2 separate regions of the Hordeum vulgare genome follow, and region 2 is linked to region 1. Evidence: chromatin contacts called from public Hi-C data. All regions are on one chromosome and are shown on one strand. Each heading gives the region's core, a stretch centred on a gene start, on an enhancer-like site or on the middle of the called end of the contact. The rest is flanking DNA. Distances are from core to core; before and after follow the strand shown.

Region 1 (6,548 bases), core at 2,330-4,829:
GTTCCTCATGGCCTTCTCATATTCGATGTCAAGCTCTTCATCTTCATTGTAGTAGCCATGCTCCACATTGTCATCATCGGATGATATTCGCTCATCATAAGAAATAAGAATTTTATCAAAAATTTGACTATGACAATGTTCATGTTTATGCATTCGAATGGCTTGAACAATGATATTGTTAATAGTAATGACATCTCCTTTAGCACGCATGAGGTCACGAAGCTCAAATAGACATTTATCGAAGTTAGGATCGGTTGGCTTCATTTTGTCAAAAGCAATGCATTTGTGGAATATGATATCAAGATTTTTCAAGGAATAATATGGATATATTTTCTCTAAGTCTTTACACAAGGTATGAGCACACTCAAAGTTTTGCAACTGATTAAGCACATTTCTCGGTAAACCTCTAATGATAAGATTGACAGTGTTAAGGTTACCAAGCATATTAACTTCATCATCATGAGAAGGATGTATGTGGTCAATGGGAGGCGCATAGGGATATTCAACATACTTGCGCAAATGGAACTCAACAAATATAAGAAGCATTTCATTTTTCCGTTGTCTAAAGTACTCCCCATCAAGAATAGGCACTCTACAACTAAAAATCTAGGAACAAGTCACATTCATCTTCCTCTAATGGCGGTTAAACCAATGTTTTGGAGACCTTGCTCTGATACCAATTGATGGATCGATAGAATATGTGTCTAGAGGGGGTGTGAATAGACTACTTGTCAAGATAATTTTTTTGTCTTTTCCCAAATTTACTTGAGAAACAGCTATGATAGTTATAGCAGGTCAAGTACACCCTACACATGCAGTTCTAAGAGTATAGCAACGAAATGTAAAACATGCAAGTGTAATGTAGAGGAGTAAGGTAGGGAGATCAAACGCATGAGGTTGACACGATAATTTTTGGCATGGTTCCGATAGGTTGCGCTATCGTACGTCCATGTTAGTGGAGACTTCAACCCACGGAGGGTAACGGCTGCGAGAGTCCACGGAGGATCCACGATGAAGCGGCCTTGTCTATTCCACCACGGCTTCCGTCCACGGAGGACTAGCCTTACTCACGGTAGATCTTCACGAAGTAGGCGATCTTCTTGCCCTTACAAACATCTTGGTTCAACTCCACAACACGAAATAGGAGGCTCCCAAGGACACCTAACCAATCTTATTTTGCGGTGTGTTTGTTGGGACCAATTAATTATGGATTTATGATTAGATTATTCATTGAACGTACTCCCTTCGGCTCAGTCTACAAGTCTGGCACATGTACCTAGGTCGTCAATTTGACCAACTTAATTAGAATCATATATAATAAAAATATATCGTTAAAAACTTTAAACGTTCTATTTTCTAATGATATTTTTTATGTTAAACAATATATAAGTCAAATTGATTTAGAAACACGTGCATGCCTTCTAAACTGTGACAGATGGAGTAATTGAGTCTTTTGTGAACTTCTTATCCATGATTGCTATAGCTTTGTAGTTTTCTCCGATCTATGTGTTTGGTTTGGCCAGCTAAATTGATTTATCATTACTCGGTGTGGTGCGTTGTAGTTGGTTCAATCTTATGATGCTCCATATCCCAGTGACAGAATATGACGAGACGCATGTTTGTATTGTTGAAAGAAGGGTTCAAGATTTTTTTGTGAATTTGAATCTTTTTCCTAAATTTAAGAAATATCTTAATTTTGGAAAAGAATCACAAATTTGAAAAGAATGAAAAATAAAGTAAAAATAATAAATAAACTTATACAAAACTCATCCTGAAAAAACCCATGGGAAAACCGCTCCAGAAAATGGTGGAACATTCTAGAAGATTGTAAAACAAATTACAAAAAGCTACATTACTGGCTGAACAAGAACTTGACATGTACATCATACAGTGCAACGTGAAAAAAATAGTTAAATGATTTTAGCCGAGGGTCAAACGGGGGTGTGTGTGACGTTACCAGAACACTAGTAAGTGGCGTTTAAGGCGCTGCATAGGGTTTGGCAGTTTTTTATACTCCCTCAATGCACAAATGCAAGATATTCTTACTTTTTTGAGAATCAAATGTATATAATGTGTTTATTATTCATTTCACTTTCTGTCTTTCCCATATAAAAAGTCTAAAACATTTTATATTTGTGAGCCGAGGGAGTATTTCATTACTATGGCACTCGATATCATATGGGCTAGTGCTGGGCCATTTGCATCGTCTTTTCTCCAAACGAAACAGCGATTCAGTGTTGCGAGAAGTGGGACATACTTCACGCAAAACCCTATTTCAATCTCTTCTTCTTTTTGTTTTCATTTTTCATTTTTCTTTTCTGTTTCAAAAATTGTTCTGGATTTTCAAAAATTGTTCTACAGTTTTAAAATAAGTCATGGATTTTAAGAAAATATTTTGCAAATTCGTTTTTTTTTTTGCTTTTCAGAAAAATATTCTGGATTTTAAAAAAAAATAGGGATTTCAAAAACGTTCTTCAAATTCGGAAAATGTTTCGGTTTTTTTCTATATTCTAAAAAAATAGGCTGCATTTTGAAAAAATGTTCTTCAAATTCGCAAAATGATTTTGCTTTCTAAAAAGTATTCTAGATTTTCAAAAATTGTGTGCGAATTTCAAAAATTGTTCATCAAATTCAAAAAATGTTTTTACTTTTTAGAAAATTGTTCTAGATTTTCAATAATAGTTCTAGATTTAAAAAAAAAATCAAAAATGATTTTGTTTTTTGAAATTGTTCTCAAGATTCAAAAAGTGTTCGTGTTTTCAAAAAAAAATCACGTTTCTGAATTTGTTCAGTATTTTTTAAAATTGTTCTCGTTTTCATATTTGTTCTCAAGATTCAAAAAAGGTCCATGCTTTAAAAAATTGTTCACTCTTTCAATTTTGTTCGGAAATTTCCAAAGTTTTCTCCATTTCAAAATTTTGTTTTCTCAAGATTCAAAAAATGTTCTTGCTCTAAAAAATTGTTCGCGGTCCCAAATTTGTTCTCAAGATTAAAAAAGCGTGCATGGTTTAAAAAATTTCCACGCTTAATTTTTTTCTCTGATTTTAAAAACATTCATGTTTTGAAAAAATGATTAAGAAATTCAGCGTTTGTTCGTTTTGATCAAAAAGAAAAAAAGAAAAATGAGAAGAAAAACGAGCCAAAAAGGAAAAAATAAATAAGGAGAAAAGGAAAAAATAAACAGAAAAAAAGAAATAATTGGTATGTGAATCTTGAGAAACCCACTGCCGCAGCAAGCGGAAGGTAGGAGACACCGGAAAACCCAATTAGTCGCTTTGTGCGAAATCATATCGGGCCATGGGCGGGAGAGGGATCGCTTTTCAAATGGATGGCCCGTTTTTGGGAACCTTGTTTCTATATATGGCCATGGGCAGCCCGGTCCGAAAAAGCCCGAACCGACCCGGCCCGACCTTGCCATAGGTCGGGCTCGGGCCTGAATTTTGTGCTCGAAGAGTATGTCGGGCCAAGCTTGGGCTTGGTGTTTTTGCGTTTTAGGGAAGGGGCCCGGACCGAGGACCGAAGCCCGACGGGATTTAGAAGTGATGGCCCGAGTGTGGGCCTAAAATATAGGCCCGACGGCCGAGCGGGCCCGGGCTTGGGCCTATGTTTTAGACGTTGGGCTTGGTCTCGCCCGGCCAAGCTATGGCCAGGTATACGTGTTCCCACCTAGTTTTTTCGGTTTTGGAAAACTTCTAAAAGGTTCCATGAACCTATGTTTTTTCTTTTTCTTTTTTCTTTATTCATTTTTCTTTTCCGTTTTTATTTCAGAATATGTTTTTGATTTTCAAAAAAAATGTTTTTTTGAATTTTGAAAGAAAAATCTTGATTTTAAAATCTGTTACGTGTTTTCCAAAAATTATTCTCGGTTTCAAAATTTGTTATCAAGATTCAAATTTGTTCTTAGTTTCAAAAATAATTCTTAAGATTCAAAAATTGTTCGTGCTTTAAAAAATTATTCGCACTTTCAAATTTGTTCAAAAAATTTCAATTTTTTCTCGGTTTCAAAATTTGTTCTCAAAGTTCAAGAAATGTTCATGCTTGAAAATTTTGTTTGCGCTTCCAAATTTGTTTTGTGTTTTTCAAATTTGACCCGGTTTCAAAATTTCTTCTGAATATTCAAAAAATGTTATTACTTTAGACAATTGTTCGTGCTTCCAAATTTGTTCACATTTTGTTAAAATTATTCTCGGTTTCAAAATTTGTTCTCAAAATTTAAAAAAAAATCACGCTTTTCATTTTTTCGGTTTTTTTTCAAAATTGCTTTCCTATTCAAAAAACATTTCTCAAGATTCAAAAAATGTTCATGCTTTAAAAAATTGTTTGCGCTTAAAAATTTGGCCACGTTTTTATAAAATTGTTCTCTGTTTCAAAATTTCTTCTCAAAATTCATAAAATGGTTGTGCTTTAAAAATTTGTTCGCACTTTCAAATTTGTCCACGATATTGAAAATTGTTTTCGGTTTCAAAATTGTTTCTGAAAATTCAAAATATATCTGTGCTTCAAAAATTTGTTCGCGCTTTCAAATTTGATCGGGTTTTTTCAAAATTGCTCGTGTTTTCAAAATTTTATTATCAAGATTCGAAAATGTTCGTGCTTTACAAAATTGTTCGTGCTTCCAAATTTGTTCAAGTTTTTTTCAAATTGTTCGCGGCTTTAAAATTTGTTCTAAAGATTTAAAAAATGTTTGTGATTTTAAAAACTTGTTCACGCTTCCAATTTTCTTCAGTGTTTTCTAAAATTTGCGTCAACTAAAAAAAGAAAAGGAAAAATTAAAAAGAACAAACCCAAAAAAAAAGACTGGGCCGACCCAGTCGTGGTGTCCCCTGTGCGGCGCAGGGGCTCTGTGCCGCAATCAGCGGCAGGTAGGAGCTGCCCTACTTCGGAGGGGGACTCCTATGTCTTGCTTGACAAAAGAAGTAGAAGACTCTCACATGTAGGTAAGCGCAAAATGGGCAGGCCCGGGAGAACATGAGACCCATGAGACATATAAACTCTCTTATGACTTTTTTTGTTTATACTCTTAATATTCTAAATAAATATATTGCAGAAAGCACATTCCATAAACTGTTTGAAAAATATTAATCAAATGTTTGAAAAACATTAAATGTGTATAGAGAAAATCATATGTACAAAAAATATACAGTGTGTCTGAAAAAAGGTGGTCCTGTATTTTCAAATTTTGACCATGTATTATAACTATTATATAAGTATTTTTATAATATAAGTTTTCAGAAAACTTTAATCATATATTAAGAAAATGGAAAGAAAATTATATAAAAATGTTTCTGATCTATATGAGAAAAAGTTAGATGTCTCCTGTAAGAAAACACAATATTAAAAAGTGTAAAAAACAAGAAAAGTGTTGAATGTCTCCATGTAAGAAAACAAAAAAAGATATTTCTGATTTATAAGAAATGTAAAAAAAAATAAACTAGAAAAAACAAAGAAAACAAAGAAACAAATAAAAATAACTAGAGTCTAGAAAAACCGAGTGAAAATAAAAAAAACAAATAAAACGTATAATAACAAAAAATGAAGAAAGTCATGTAGAAACAAACAAAACCTGTAGGAACCATGAAAAAACCCAGAAATGATGAAAAAATAAGAAAACGAAAAAAAAAAGAAAAGAAAAGAGGAAGAAACCCAAAACCAACTAATGTAACGAAAGTGGGGAGCGAGAGTTCGATAAATCCGAGGGGCGACGATGAGGAGAAATTGGTCCGTCCTATAACCAGAGAAGAGAGAAAACCCTTCAGGCGAGATAACCTACCATCTTGTCATAGTTGAGGCCACACATGCAGGGCATGGAGTTGGCTGGGTCCAGTTTCAGGATCCGCGTAGGAATCGCTCACTTTTATTTTGTTCATTGGCTGATGTTTGTTTCTTCTTCTTCTTCTTCTTCATTTTTCTTTTTGTTTTTTGGTTGGGTTTTTTCTTCTGGTTTTTATTTTTAGTTTTGTTTTTCCCTTTTCCAGATTTCCTTTTCCATCCACTGTTTTTCTTTTTTGTTCAGTTCGCTCTGTACTAGAAATTTCTTCAATATAGTAGAATTTTAATATATTTTGAATTTCATAGAATTTTGTTTAATATAACAATGCACTTTTTATTCTTGATATACGATAAACATTTTCAATACAAATCTAAATCTGGTTAGTGTAGGACGAACTATGTGTAATACACTTGAAAATTTACATATATACAATCAAATTATTTTCGTGTGGAATGAAATTTCTTCGACCTATGGTGACCTTTTATTTCATACGAATCAGATTTTTTTAAAGTATGATGATTCTTTCTAATATATATTGAACTTTATTTCATGTACAGTGAACTCTTTAATATATGCTGCTTTTTTAGTACATATGAAACTCTATTATATTACACACCAAACACTTAAAAAACAAAATAAGAATAGACAACAACTCAAAATAAAAACACCCAATAAATAATTTTACAAAAAAAAAACTAACCCCCCCCCCAAAAAAAAATCTCTAGATGTACTACTTATAAAGAATATAAGTCTCCCATTTCGCCTCTCTTTTGTGCAA
Region 2 (6,849 bases), core at 2,975-5,474, 660 kb after region 1:
CGTCGGTCCATGAGCGAGCACACAAAACAAATGTTTATTTGAATGTTTTAGAGGTGGCACATGCAAATTGACTTGGAATGGCAGTGAAATATCATATATAGGTAGGTATGGTGGACTCTCATGGAAGAAACTTGGATCAAGGATTTGGATGCACAAGTAGTATCTCTACTTAGTACGAAGTTTGGGCTAACAAAAGGTTCTAAACAAGCACCACATGTTGGAGGATCCATAACAATATAAATTCTATGCAAATATACCCAAACATAACCATTAAGTTGCCTTCCTTTTCCAACTTCAGTAATTTGATCAAGGTTGAAAATAATTATGGGTAGTCACAATCAGAAAAGATGTCGAAGATAATACATTTGTATGTGAAAGTTCTCTTTGTTAAACTAATCATTCATGAATTGCTTGTATGACCAGTATTGTAGTTGTAAAACTTCAATAGTTTTTACTTTCTAAACAAAATGTGAAACTACTACTAAGAATAAAGAACATTGATAATTTCATATTTATTATATTTCATTCATTCACGATTTACTCTTAGGATATACATGTAGCACAAGAATAAACATCAAACTACTCTCAAAAAGATATAAGTGAAGATCAATGAGTAGTCAAACAATCAAGTAGCTATGTGAGGACTCTCTCTCGATAAAGATTTTCAGATCTGAGTATTTTATTCAAAAAGAAAACAAAAAATGCACTCCAAGAGTAGCACACATCATGTGGACAAATGATAACTTAGGATCAACATTCCTAACCTAAGCTTAGATACGAAGAGGTGTAGGATGCGTAGCATCCCCAAGCTTAGATGCTTGATACTTCTTATAACATTTAATTGGGTGACTTGGGCATCCCCAAGCTTGAGCTTTTATATCTCATTCAATCCTCTCATATTGCGATTTCACCTAAGTCTCAAAAACTTCATCCACACAAAACTTGAAAAAAACTCGTGAGATAGGTTAGTACACATAAAAGTAAATCAACACTTCCAAACATTATCTGTTATTTACTATCATTTCCACAATTTATATCTATCAATATAGGCTATGGAAACTATAGGATAAGTAGATAACAAAACTATGACAGTAATCTGTCCAAACAGAACAGTCTGCAGCAATTTATGAAAACAGTGTACTTATGTAACAAGATTGTAAAGAACATCTACCAAAGAAAAACAATATAAAATGACGCTCCAATCAAACCACATATCATGTGACGAATAAAAATATAGCTCCAAGTAGGATATACCGATAATGTTGGAGATCAAAGAGGGGATGCCTTCCGGGGCATCCCCAAGCTTACACACGTGAGTCTTCATTGGATATTACCTTGGGGGTGCCCTGGGAATCCACAAGCTTATGTTCTTACTGCTCCTTATTTACCTCATAACGGTATCTCACCCAAAACTTGAAAACTTCAATCACACAGAACTTAACGGAACTTCATGAGATGAGTCAGTGTAATAAATATAGATCATTCACTTAGGTACATTCATGACAAGATTCATAATTGTTCTCACATGATACCTATTGTATTCTATCATTCCCATAATTTATATCACCAAATATAAGCTACGAAAACATTAAAATAAGCAACCTATGCATGCAAAACTGAATTTGTCAAAAACAGAACAGTCTGTGAAGATCAGAATGGACACCATACTTCCGTGACTCTAAAAATTCTGAAAAAATAGGAAAACGCAGATAATTTGCATGGAAATTTTGTGTACAAACTTCAGAATTTTTTGACTCTCCAGTAAAATCACATGATTCTTATACTGGACACAAAAGTTTATGTTTTCGCACAAAATCAAACAAACAAGTAACCACACCATCCCAAAGGATTTACTCGGCACTTTATTGAAACAAAAGCTATAAGACATGATTACGACAGTAGCTTAATCATGTGAACACACAAAAACAGAAAGTAAAAGTGTTGGGTTGTCTTCTAACAAACGCTTTTCTTTAATGCATTTTAGATACACATGATGATTTCAATGGTGCTCCTATAAAAAGTAGTAACTGAGGCATGCCAGAGATTGTCATGAATCACATGACAAGAATATTTAAGTCTAACCAACTTTCTATGCGTTTCCTATGACGGTCACCAACACAGAGCACTCGCCCTTTTTACTAGGTGCGGCATACAAAAGTTGCATACCTGATAGCTCTTCCACATACGTTGGAGTTTTTTTTTCTGAGAGAAGTGCATATTTCAACCCTCAAATCTTGTCTTAGTCTAATTTACAACTCCGAACTCTAATACCATCTAGATTTCAGCCTCAAACTCTTAAATTTGGCAAGGATTCAAGCCTCCCCTTCCTATAGACCGGTTTTCACCCATTGGCTATCCAGTCAGCAAGCCACGGCAGCAAAAAAAATCAAAATTTCTAGAAAAAACAAAAACCAAATTCGTAACTAAAAAATCCAGAAAATATAAATTTAAAATTATGGAGAATCAAAAAATATATAAATAAATCTGTATACTCGAAACAAATTCAGAAGTGTGGAAAATCAAAAAAATAAATTCGGTCTTGTTTTTGGAAATTTTCAAAAAAAAATCAGGATTCGTTTCTCAAAACTCTAAAATGGTTCAAAATTCGAAGAAAATTGTAAAATCAAAGGTAGAAGTTTGCCGGTCAAAAAAAAACTTTTCCAGTTGCATACTACTTTTTTTAGGTTTAATTTATGGGTGAAAAAATTGATATTTTTTATTTTAAATATTTACAGTTTTTTTTAAAAAAAAAGAATATTTGCATATTATATAAGTATTTTACATAAATATTTACAAGTATTTTACAGAGTTTGTTTTTTATAATCCTTTTTTATTTGACCCATTTTTTCTGAAAATTTGCTGATGTGGCTTACTGGCTGGATGGTCAACAGGTCAGAACCAGTCAATAGGGAGGGGAGGGTTGAATCCTGTCCGGCTTTAAGAGTTCAGGGTTGTAATTTAGACGTTGTTGGAGTTCGGAATTGCAAATAAGATTAAGGCAAAAATTGAGGATTGAGACATGCACTTCTCTCTCTCTTTGTTTGAAGGTACATAACTACGTTGGAGGTCGACGCCCCGCGGCCGGGTGCTAGTCATTAACCACAAGGTCCACATCTACTAAAAAAAAAGGGTCCACACCATGTCATAATTATTTGGAGTATACGTACTGGAGACGTCCGGTCTAACCCTGCCACCTGTATAATTCGATCACTAGTCCTTATCCAAGTGGAACAACGTGCTTCAACGACACGTCCTAAAACTATATATAAGACCATTTAACATGGCGCTTCCAGACGGAGCCGGCCGGCGACGCATGTCCTCTTCCATACTACAGACTGATTCTCCTATACGCACCTCTGCAGTATTGAATTGGAAATTATGAATCATTGAGAAAAGAGATGGTAGATGGTACAGCGTTTGCACCTATATGAAACATTGAGATCACGTCATTTGTTCTGACGGAAAAGCAGCTAAGCGCTAGTTTTCACTTTGATGAAGAAGGTAGAGAACAAGCGTGCTGAGGAAAAAGGAAAGGAAAAACGCCGACATGAAGAGAGTGATGTCAAATTTGCTTTTTTTTTTAAACATTGCTTCTCACCTTGTAATGTACTCCCTCCGTAAACTAATATAAGAGCATTTAGAACAATACTTTAGTAATTAAAACACTCTTATATTAGTTTACAGAAGGAGTATGTGTGTTCTAAGACAGCTCATCATTATTGATGTAGATTATACTTCCTCCGTTGAATTTGAACTAAAGCTAGGACACTTATTTTAAGACGAAGGAATTACAAAAGAAGCCGGTAGCAGTGGAGCACTTGTCAGCGTAGAACTTACCCCAATTAACAAATGTGCCCTCGTTGTTTATTTGTAGGTAGTACTAAAAATGCATATAATGAATGTATCTATAATTAAAATAAGTCTAGATACATTCATTTTTAGGACAAGTATTTTCGGAGGGAGATAGTACATAAGAGGTACAGACCATAAAAAGGGTTATCAAGGTCTTGACACATGGAAATCAGAGGACGTGAAGCCCCTGCTGAGCAAACAAGGAAAGCGACGAGCACACACTCATAGAAAACATGAACTTAATATTTAAAATACCACAAGACGGCAACCCAACGCTGGTGCCAGCATATATTTAGCACCTAGCTAAATACTTTCCTTTTGGCAGGACAGATTGACGGACAATTCTTATGATTGTGTAGCTGTATATAAAGTTCCACACATACATGAATCTCCTCTCATCTCGTAAGATTCTAAGTAGTTCGGTGCCAATGCTTCAGCTTTCAGGTACTAGAATCTAATCAAGTGAGTTGTGTTGCACACACATTTATCATGGAGAAGGGGCAGGACTTAGCAGCATCCGGCGGCGAGAAAGGTCCAGAGCAGCACGCCATTGATGTAGCTCCCATAGAGGTAGAGCACGGCGACGGCAAGGGCGACGACGTCATCCACGCCGGAGATGACACCGAGAAGGAGAGACTGGTCATTGTTGAGGAGCCCCAGAAGAAGAAGAGCACTAGGGTGGCAGCTCTCGATGCCTTCAGAGGGCTCACCATTGTGGTACTAAGCCATGTTCCTTCGAATATGATTACCTTTTCCCAAGCGAATATGGTATGAAATGCTTACAAGTCACCATGCATATGAACTGCTGACAGTCTCTTGCTCCGTGCAGCTGATGGTACTGGTGGACGATGCGGGCGGGGCTTACGAGCGGATGGACCACTCCCCGTGGAACGGTTGCACGCTGGCAGACTTTGTCATGCCCTTCTTCCTCTTCATCGTCGGTGTCGCGATCGCCTTTGCCATGAAGGTCAGTAAGCACTTATGCATGCGAGCTAGTGCTCATAGTCTTGCAACTTTGGTAAATCAAACATTTCTCGTGGATATGCAGATCTTTTTCAAATGCTCATCAGAATGAATATTTTACAGAGAGTTCCAAACATGGGTGCGGCTGTGAAGAAGGTCAGCGTCAGAACACTGAAAATGCTCTTTTGGGGCCTGCTACTGCAAGGTACTTGAAGTCGATGTGTAGAGTGTTTACACAATTCAGTTTGCACACATGTTGCTTAATTTGACACTATCAAACTCTGAATGTAGGTGGATACTCTCACGCTCCGAACGACCTTGCTTATGGAGTGGACATGAAGGAGATAAGATGGTGTGGCATCCTCCAGGTTCGGTTCATTTACCAAACAAACAAACAAACTTGTCGGTCATTTCATCATCTAGGCCTTAATCATAACAGAGTTATTGGTTCATCAGAGGATAGCTTTGGTGTACTTCGTGGTTGCTCTCATAGAGGTGTTCACCATAAAGGCGCGGCCTGCCACCGTCCGTTCCGGTCCTTACGCCATCTTCGATGCCTACCGGTGGCAATGGTACAACAATGTTTCCCTCATACTTGTCTTGCTGCACTGTCAACTGCATATTCTTAAGTTTTCCTCTCTCTGATTATGATGGAAAATTCTTGTCATTTCGGACAATTGACAGGTTAGGCGGTTTCATCGTCTTCGTCGTATACATGGTCACGACATTCTCGCTGTATGTTCCAGATTGGAGCTATGTGTACCATTTGGATGGTGATGTCAATGATGGGAAGCGGTTCACGGTACTTTGAGCTAACCTTTAGGATGCTATCCCTATTGATTATTTTCGTATTTGATACAGTACTTGTGTTTTCAGGTACAATGTGGTGTAAGGGGTCACCTGGATCCGGCTTGCAATGCAGTGGGTCATGTTGATAGGGTGGTCTGGGGGATTAATCATCTCTACTCGCAGCCCGTTTGGATCCGGACAAAGGTAGAACTTTAATCTTAATGTGTTAAGATTTTAATTTACTGTTATGTATAAGTAGCTAGAGAAAGTTTTCCTTACTAGCTAAATGTTGTACTACTCATTATGCTAGAAAGTGCAGGTCTGACAAAATGTGCACTGAAATTGCCATGTTCAGGATTGTACATTTAGCTCACCAGAAACAGGACCTCTCCGTGCCGATGCTCCAGCATGGTGTCTTGCGCCATTCGATCCAGAAGGATTATTAAGGTTGGAGATCCAACAGACCTTAAATTGAATTAATCTTAGTTACATAATTTGTTTATTTCACCTATTCAAGTATTTTCCCTGTTTTATGTTTCAGTTCAATATCATCGATTCTATCAGGGACAATTGGAATCCACTATGGCCATGTTCTAATCCACTTCAAGGTGATTATCCAAAACACTGTACCAGTATTGTTTAGATATGATAAAAGCAACTGTGACATAAAAGTTTCTTAATATTAGACCCATAAGGAGAGACTGAAACACTGGCTTTCGATGGGCATTTCACTCCTCTTGCTCGGCATTCTCCTTCACTTCACAAAAGGTAGTTATGCTAACAATCCATTTCCGTCACTTGAACTAATCAGTACAAACTGTGGCATCAGAATATTACATCCATCACTCATCTATTGTAGCTATTCCAATCAATAAGCAACTGTACAGTATCAGTTACGTTTGTTTCACTGCCGGCGCGGCTGGAATCGTTCTTTCAGCTTTCTACATGCTGGTATGGTTTATCATAAGTACTTAGAACATGAAAATCCTTTGTCGAAAAAAAACTTAGAACATGAAAATGACGCACTTCCATCAGCTCTTTCCCAATGATTTAACCATTTTATTGTCACATTGATAGATTGACGTCTGGGGCCTGAGAGTACCGTTCTTGTTCCTTGAGTGGATCGGCATGAACGCCATGCTTGTGTACGTCCTAGCGGCACAAGGCATATTTGCAGCATTTGTGAATGGATGGTACTATGAGTCATCAGATAAAACCCTTGTAAGTAATGAGTGAAGGTTAACT

The links. Hi-C and Micro-C count contacts between places; a contact is called where the count stands out from the background.
Region 2: a Hi-C map of seedling shows a contact between it and region 1, with 4 times the contacts expected there. The contact joins the promoter of LOC123450258 here to the enhancer-like site in region 1. A contact is called at or near these places in 2 of 6 Hi-C or Micro-C datasets (leaf and seedling).

What each region holds. Positions count from the first base shown.
Region 1 is chr4H:49,744,197-49,750,744 of MorexV3_pseudomolecules_assembly, forward strand. No RefSeq gene overlaps it. Among protein-coding and RNA genes, the nearest start is that of LOC123451168, 25 kb to the right of the region's middle. Within about 2 kb of position 3,580, at least 3 of the 3 cell types and tissues checked have open chromatin away from gene starts, as enhancers often do. A contact at or near this core is called in leaf and seedling, where this site is marked.
Region 2 is chr4H:50,402,316-50,409,164 of MorexV3_pseudomolecules_assembly, forward strand. It overlaps LOC123450258 (heparan-alpha-glucosaminide N-acetyltransferase-like), which reads left to right and starts at 4,225. Exons shown (of 13, transcript XM_045127604.1): 1 at 4,225-4,569; 2 at 4,682-4,819; 3 at 4,939-5,020; 4 at 5,107-5,183; 5 at 5,272-5,387; 6 at 5,500-5,617; 7 at 5,692-5,808; 8 at 5,960-6,051; 9 at 6,146-6,212; 10 at 6,291-6,372; 11 at 6,464-6,555; 12 at 6,682-6,825. The coding sequence starts at 4,342.